2 separate regions of the Xenopus tropicalis genome follow, and region 1 is linked to region 2. Evidence: chromatin contacts called from public Hi-C data. All regions are on one chromosome and are shown on one strand. Each heading gives the region's core, a stretch centred on a gene start, on an enhancer-like site or on the middle of the called end of the contact. The rest is flanking DNA. Distances are from core to core; before and after follow the strand shown.

The links. A called contact is a pair of places that touch in the nucleus more often than the background predicts.
Region 1: a Hi-C map of neurula embryo shows a contact between it and region 2, with 1.9 times the contacts expected there. The contact joins the promoter of tbx5 here to the promoter of tbx3 in region 2. A contact is called at or near these places in 4 of 5 Hi-C or Micro-C datasets (brain, gastrula embryo, neurula embryo and 1 more).

Annotation. Positions count from the first base shown.
Region 1 is chr1:145,925,283-145,929,540 of UCB_Xtro_10.0, reverse strand. tbx5 (T-box 5) reads right to left here and starts at 1,704. Exons shown (of 10, transcript NM_001198768.1): 1 at 1,546-1,704; 2 at 1,152-1,182. The coding sequence starts at 1,704.
Region 2 is chr1:145,772,179-145,776,501 of UCB_Xtro_10.0, reverse strand. tbx3 (T-box 3) reads right to left here and starts at 1,261. Exons shown (of 7, transcript NM_001032353.1): 1 at 371-1,261. The coding sequence starts at 762.

The sequences.
Region 1 (4,258 bases), core at 455-2,954, 150 kb before region 2:
TCTGTAACTTCTCTTCCCTCTGTCTCTCAGCCTTAGTTTCCCCAACCCAGGTCCCCCTCTCATTTACTTCCCATTGCTTCTGATTTATTTCTCTTTCACTCTGTCCTTCCCCTTTAGTTCCCCTGCCCTCTCTCCCTCGTTCTATAAAGGATTTCATTGCACTGGAGTCTAGCCTGGGACATTTTTATATTTACAGTCAGGAATATGAAGTGGAATTAAAAAAAGCCCTTGTAAGTTAGCGGTGCGTTTTATTGTAACCTGACATATGGTTTAATGAACAAAATAATTGGCCAGGACGTGTGATTAATAAAGACTGAACAAAGAATGCACTCCTCCGAACCCACTATTATTATATTATATTCTCAATCTAATAGTCTTACCTTCCAGCCTTAGTAATAATCATTTCTGTGCCAACTTCGTGAAATTTCAGCCACAGTTCTCTCTCATGCAAAAACACCTTAATGCCTTCCATTCCCTGGGAACAAAAGGCAGAGTATAAATACACAGAAGCCATAACCTGGCACAAGTCCGTGTTCTCCCACATTTCTGCCTACCTCCTGCCTCCCCCTTTTGTATGAACCTGCGTTTAAGCAAAGCTGGTACAACTTAGAATTTTCCAGTTGTACTGGTTTAAGATTTGTATGTATGTGTGTGTGTGTGTGTGGGGGGGGGGGGGGGCGGTGTAAATGTGGGTGAATTTATCGAGTTTCAAAAAAAGGCCAACTTTCTGTTTTTTTTTTCTTATTTTGCAAGGCGAATTAACGTTTTTAATTTTCTTTTTTTGTGCTTGCATATTGACTTGCTTAAGCTCAAATTAGTGTGTTTGGAGAAAGCTTTTGAATGGGGCCTGTCTCTATATTTTGTCAGAAATAAGCATACTGGCAATATAACTGTTTTGACTGCGATGTCTTTATTTTTTATTCACAAATATATGCCATCGCTGGAATGTGTCTGAGCCCTGAACTGTTCTTCATCTATGGCCTCCGCTTGCTGCTGCTTTATGCCCTAATGGAATATGCTTTGCCCTCTAAAGCAGGGCAGGAAGGGCAAAGCAGGGCAAGAAGGGCAAAGCAGGGCAAGAAGGAGATCCTTACCTCGGGATAAAAACAGCGTTAGATGCTTTTATAATCTCGTACTGCAAGCACTGTAACCATACATCTCTTCATGTACATATATGTGTATGTATGTATATGTGTGTGTATGTATGTATATGTGTGTGTGAGAATGTATGCACAAATCATAAAGCAGAATCACTCAGTTTAGGATTACATTTGATTAGATTATATTAGATTAAATTTGTAATGAGCCGGCTTTCCTTGCATATGGTACAGTGGTAAGACAAACATGCCAGAATTCAAGAGTGATATATACAAGTTATATAAAAACTGCTTGTAGCACATGCATTGCAATGCAATATAATATGTGTAATATTTGTCTATAAATCCTACATTGTGCCCAGTGTGTCAGTGCTTTAGTTTCTAAATGTGAATGTACTATTTTGCCCTGAATGAATGCCATGGTATAAGGCGTATGTCTCTCTGGAATTACCTCTCTTACCTGCTGGGTAAATGCAGCCTGAGGAGAAGTAGGGGTCTTGCTGCTGGCCCCCATCTGATTGTCCTGTTTAGGCTCACACTGTAGCTCTTTGGGCTCTGGTTCCACAGGGGTATCAGGCATCCCATAAGCCTCCTCTGTGTCCGCCATATTCCAGTGGGAGCCTGCACTGAGAGGAGACAACCTGTCATAGGTCTGTAACTTGGCCCCTGTGTGTCTCCCTGACATGGGATTAAAGTCAATGTCTGTCAGTTTCTTTACACGCCGCTAGCAGGCTTATTCATGTGGAGAAGTGCCTGTTACTCACAGATAACTGCGCTGGCCAATATATATGGCTGCAGCCATTCGCTGGAGTATGTGTAAAATATAATTATTATTACTATATTTGTTCCTATGCAGGTATGTTCACATTCTGGCATTAGGCTCATACATGTGGGTATAATTTGTATATAACTGTCAAGCGTGCCCCCCATTCACAGACTCACCCAAACACAAAAACTCACTCAAAAGGAATATTTTTTGGAAGGACAAAGACAAAGCTAAATGTCTATCATCAACTTTCTCTGGCTTTTCATACAAAATATTCTCGGCAGTCAATGCCTCTGAGCTACTAATTAATATTTACTTCAGCTGGAACATCACCTGCAGTTTTACCTGGATTTGTATGAATTTTAAACTAGATTGTTTCTCCTTTGAGCTTTATCTGATGAGTAATGTGTTATTTTTGTATTTTTAACTGATGTTTTAAAATGTTTCAATCGATAAAATAGTGAGTGTGTCTATATTTACATTGATTTTTGGGAAGCCATCTATGACATCCCCTGCAAACCTCGATAGATAAAATAGGAGCCCCCTTTCTCTATGACACACACTGCAGAAATATTTAGAATTCTTCTGTGTTGTATCATTCAAATTCACTTAGATATTTGTGTGCCTCTTATTATTAGTTTCTTGAGATGCCTCATAGTAACCTTCAGAAACAGTATACATTTATTTTCAATTGATATTAGTGGGGTATATAAAGATGTATACAAATACACAGATGTTCCTATACATGTACACACAGGCACACACAAATCATTTGTAGTCTGATAAAAAATTGACCACAACAGCAAATGGTCTCTTTTCCTATTTAAGTAAAATCCATAGTTTGCACAAAATATGAGGTATAATGTGTGTTTTGTTTTACATATCTGAGAAATGCAAAATGATGACGTTTGTACGTGAGAGTGTGTATTATAGATATATACTAGAAATATGTGGTCTGTGTGCCTGTGCGCCTCCTGTTGCCATGTGGATAAGACCAGGCCTTATGTTTTGCTGCAGAAATGCGATTTCAGCCTCTATTTAAGTGCCAAAGCCTACGGTACCCCTGTATTTGGCGCACAGCAGTTCCCACGGCGCTGGTTTGCTCCTGGGCTTCCCTGCTGTACAGTGGGAGAAACAATACCTGTAAGCGGCTCCTTCACTCCTTTGTCAGTATTAAAGGCCCCTGCTTGTTGCTGCTCGGTCTCCAGCTTATTCCTTCCCTTCCCAAGAAAATAAAGGCAGAGGCTGGATCCTTCCCATGGAATCACCGTTAATATCGGCCCCTCTCGGGCAGAAATGTGTATCTAGAGCCCAGCTGAGGGTAAGGAGGTCGCCTTCCTCATTCCGCGTTAGATTTGCTGCTTGGCTGCAAGGAAAAGCTGGGATCTCATTCGCAGCCACAGCGGTTGGTTCTCTTCCGTGCAATCAGTGTGAGAATGTCAGTGAGAGAGAGATAAATCCAGCCGGCCTTATCGTTGTGCTGGGGGAGAAGCTCCTTCGCAAAGAGGCAGGGGGCTAGCTGGTAGGGATGGGGTTACGGAAAGGGCATCAGTGAGGCTGATGAGTACGAGATCTCTGTCCTGTGTCTCCTTTCTCTGTGTCTCTCAGTGGAGGGCAGCGCTAGTTGGATGGAGAGAGAAATGCAAGCTGTTCTCCTGCGCACACTCACACACACACATACACACAGTCTAGTGTAATGATGGGGAGGGGAGAGCACTGGTATTGCAAAGACACTGCCCAACCACTAGCTCTGCTCCACTCTTACACTCACTGCCTGGCTCCTTCCATCACTCCTGCCTGTGCCTTCCCTATAGTTCCCACAGCTGGATAGATCTTCCCTCCTTCTAATTTCTATATATTAGTTATTACCCCTCTTCCCCCTGGTTTCTCCTGCACTCCTGTCTTCCCACATCCAAAACTACGCAATTATACTTAAACCTTCATTGTCAAAATATACTGCCTGGCTTGAACTGAAAGGGTTAATTGGGGTAACCAGGGCGTGTTATACGCGTTCGTGTTATACTAATTCTCCCCAAGGAATCACATCATAGTTTCCTTGTCCGTCCACCTCCTCCCTGCACTAAAACGAGAAGATATTTTGGGAGCTATCAGGTACAACTGCAAGTTAACTGTAATGGTGTTGCCATGCCAACCCTCATCTGTAGCAAGCAAACTGCCCCTGCCTGCCCCTCGGACTGGGGTGGTGTTTGCAAAAAAAGGAAAGATCAAAGATGTAAAAATAGATATTTTAGTCTCAGGAATGCTCTAACGATTTAACTTGATGGTGCAATGTATACAAAGCAGCAAGGCCGGCTCCAATAAAATAATCAAACCGTCATACTGAAGGGAGATTGGTTTTATCTGGGTCCCTCTCTCCCCCTCATCTCTGTCCGCG
Region 2 (4,323 bases), core at 12-2,511:
ATTTGTGCGCCGAAAAGTTTTAACTTGTGTTTATAACCCCAAAATGTTCTGCTGTATTTTAGTCTTGGGGTTAAAGGTGTTTTTTTGTTTTGTTTTTTTTTGTCGATCTGACAAACATATTCCCCAACACAGATTTACATACAAACAAGTAGAAACACACGCATGATGATACATACAAGCATTGCAGTTACTGCAGAGTAAGGAAATAAGGAGTGCCAGGTGAATTGGAAATGGCACAGGAATCTGCAGATCTGTGCAATGATAGTGGCAGAGGATAGTGCACTTCTGTACAGGGGGGCCCCATGGCCAAGTCTCTAGGTGAGTTTAAAACCAGTTCTAATGTATAATGAAGACAAAGGCTGAGACTCACCTCCCAGATTTTGTGATGACCATCTCTGTCCCCCTTTTGTGGAACTGTTCCCAGAGATCCTTGCCTTCCAGGTGGACTTTTGGATCGTCTTCAACTTCTTCTTCTGGTTCAAGGGTTTTAAGAGGCCTCAAATGAGCAGCTGCCTGGTGACCCAAAGATGAAAAGGGGATGCCAGTCTCTGCGGCACCCACTAATTGATCCATGATGGGCTTGGCCAGGGCACCAGGAAGGGAAAGAGCAGCCCCATTGGGTGGCAGAGCCAGAGCTGGAAAAAAGGGAGGTTGGTGTCCAAGAACAGCACTCATTGCAAAGTCTGGTGCCCTGTGGGATAGGAATGGATGGTAAGCCATGGCTGACCCTGAAATCACTGGATCTCTCATGGGTAAATTCATTCACTTGCACCCTTTGGATCTCACAGCTCGGGGCTCAGTCCAGTGTGAGGGATCTTCACGGGCACATTAATGTGGCAAAACCCAGCATTGACACAAGAGACTGCCGGGTTATTCTCAGGCTTTAATTCGAATAGAGAGAGGAAGAAATGCAATTCCCCGCTCAGCTATCCTCCTGCGAGAGTTTCACTTGTGCGGCGATCGGAGAGACTGGGGCAGTCCGTGTTCTCTGGGCAAGCAGCAACTTCTCCGGCAGCCCCAGCGGCTGTCACAGCTCCAGGTAAGGATTAAGAGTGAAGATGCAGATGTCTATTTTGTACTGCACTCTGGTGCTTCCGCTGTTCCCCCAAATGGATTGCTTCCCTTTGTCCTCCTTTTTTTTAATAAATAGCAGCCTCCCTTCCCGGAGAATGTGCCAGTGTCAGAAGAGAGAGCAGAAAGAGGGAGATGGGGTTACAGAGGAAGAGGAGAGGGTGGGAGAGAAAAGACAGAGGAAAGAGACAGTCCCCGCTTCAAGTATCCTGTGTGTGAATGGAGCCTCTCCTTACACCATATCCCAGGGATGTGTTGTGGCAATGCGAGGAGCCCAGACCTACTTGATTGGCCCTTTGACGCTTTCGGACCAATTGTGTGGCTCCATAGGCGGGGTTTTGACAGGTCTACTGGATGGGGACAGGGCTGAGTTATAAAAAGAAGGTGTCGGAAGCTGTAGCGTTGCAGCAAAGCATCACTACTACATAATGCCGTGTGAATATGTCAACATGATCAGATGGGAGGGGACACGGCAGGAAGGTGTAGCGGGGGCTGGAAGAACACAGCCAGCTATTCAGCCGCTGCCTGCCTGGCAGGGAAAGGCACTTACCTCTAGGTGGCTTGCTAGGAAAGGGAGAGAAAACACATGCACCCAGGGGGAGGGGGAGGGCTGTGCGTGTGCACTGAGGCTTTTCCCTCACCCTCCATCTACAGCTCTGGCGCTGCTTGCGCAGCCTCTGCGGCCAACTCCAGCCCCGACTTATCATCAGCCTCTCAGTGGGACTCCCATTTCATCGCCTTGCCCCGTCACAATGGCCGGAAGGATAAGTGCGAGCGGCTCGGGGCATGTGTGGGTTGGACCGAGACCCAAGAACATTCCCATCATCCAACCCATCCCTGTGGGAAGCGGCGCACTGATTGCCCGGGGAGCGCAACCGCCCGCATACCCTGCGCTCATGCCAGCGCTTGCTACCGAAATTGGCTCTGTACTAGTCACTCCCGATCCCCTACATATTTGTCTATAAATATATCGGTGTTAATTAAATGTAGGTGGGAATCCTGTGCCATTCTGTTACTGACCTAAAACTATCGGTCTTTAGGAGTCTGATCACTTAATCCATAAAATCCTACCATAAAATGATGGAGTTATATAGATTTTAAATTGGCTACATTTGCGCTAGTGATGGTCACTGGACCGGTTGAGTAGTGTATAATCACATCGGCCAGACTGCTCTGTATAAAATACAGCGTTTTACATTGCGTCAGTGTGCGATACTGAGGTACATTCCTACTGTCTCTATTATTTTTTCCCAGAGCAAAACTACCCCCCCCCCCAGCCAGGCTGGGGAGAAAGTGTAATTTGCTGGGATAAAGCCTCTAATCTCCCAGACATCAGTGTTTCTCCTTTGCACTAATTCCGTGTGATATCTCACCCTGGGATCACATGCACAGATTGCCAGCCCTGTAGCCTTTCTCTGCCCCCAAGCCTATCTGTCCGGCAATCAAGACATCATTTGTAAGACAACCCGTGAAATGTCCACTCACTGGCTCTGTTGCTGCCTGTATTCCCCAGTCAATTGGGGGGGGGGGGGGTAGATCTGTTGAGACCAGGGGCCCAGCCCAATATATATATATATATGCCTGGGTGAATGCTTAGCTGTTAGTTAACACATCCCGTTTATAAAGTAAAAATCATTTTTCAATTCCCATATGTTAAGGACGCGTACAAAGCAAAACTTTCCCCTTAAGATTTGTGCCTGGGCCCCGCGAAGCCAGTGAGCTGAAAGGGTTAAGGCGAGGGGAGATGGGGAAGCAGATTGTTAGTGGCTGGAGGAAGGCGCAGCATTGTGAGCTAAATGCACTGAGATAGGAGCGGAACATCTGAAGTGATTAGCCCTCCCAACAGCGCATTTTTCACTCACATACTTAAGAGCATTCGGCGCCAGACTGGTCAAGTCTGTTTAGTGGCCTGAGTCTCGGATCACTCTCATTCACCAGGATATATTGTAAGGGAGGGGGATCGCTCTCTGAAACTGGGATCAAGGCGGTGGGAGATGAAGGGGCACATTCTTCCCTTCTCTGTATAGAAGAACAGTTATTCTATCGATAGATTAGATAGAAATATAGATAGATAGATAGATAGATAAAAGATAGAAACAACTGTAACGAGATATATTAAGACAGATACAGAGAAAGGCGGGAGAAAATATATTAATGGTAGACATAAGCAATGAAATACAGATAGAGAGATAGATAGACAGACAGCTAGATGGATAGGTGCTAGTCTTATAGAAAATAGATGCTTGGATTGATTGATAAAAAAGAAGATATAAAATAAAGTGCTGAATGGTAAAAAAGAAGCTGTTAACTAGAGATATACAGACAGTTGGAAGATAGATGATAGATAGATAGATAGATAGATAGATATAGAAATACAGATAGTTGGTTGATAGACTGGTTGTTTTCTGGCACCAGTGAGTCTCTTTTCCAAAGCTCTTGATTATTTAAAGAAATAATTAGGCGCACAAAACTTCCTATCAAATTAGCTATTGCCCACAGCACATAATAAATCAAGGGCAGGCATGCGGTGTTATTTGCTTCACCCCAAAACTACATTTCCCGACATCCACCCCAGACCTAGTGGCCATTGAATAGACCTGTAATTACATTTACTGAGAGTGAAGTAGTGCTAAACTGCGAATGTTTTCTCATTGGAAGCTCTATTGCAGTATGTGTATATAGCAGGGCTCCCCTAGAAGTGTGTCCCAGCCGGTGCCTCTGGCTGTGCATCCCTAATGTTAGTGCAAGCTGGATTTGCACAGCGTGAATAAACACACAGACTGATTGTGTTTGTGTTAGGGGACGGAGGGGGGGGGGGTGAGGGCTGGGGGACTGACAGGCCCAGTCCGACATATAAAGTAAGAGTAACCAATAGACTGACCTGCCAGCTGTCTCCTTGGCTGCATGTTGCTGTTAGTGTACTCAGCACATAAGTATACTGTACAGGGCCACTCACAGTAACATGGGATGTAGCCACTCATTCATGGGCCACAACCGCACATACATTAAGGTTCTAACATTCACTTAGTATTAATTCCCTCCAGCAATTATCCTGATTTAATAAACGTTTGTTTTAATGTCATTGACCTAATGAGGAGTCTTCGTTTGCCCCTGTGATAGAAACACAAATGAGTGGGACCCACCTAATCTTCATAAATAAAATGGTTTTCATAAAACTGCTTCTCAGTCAGAATCCCACTGGGCCCCCTATACCTCCTACCCTCAACCCAGCAGTCACAGGGCCTGCTTCCA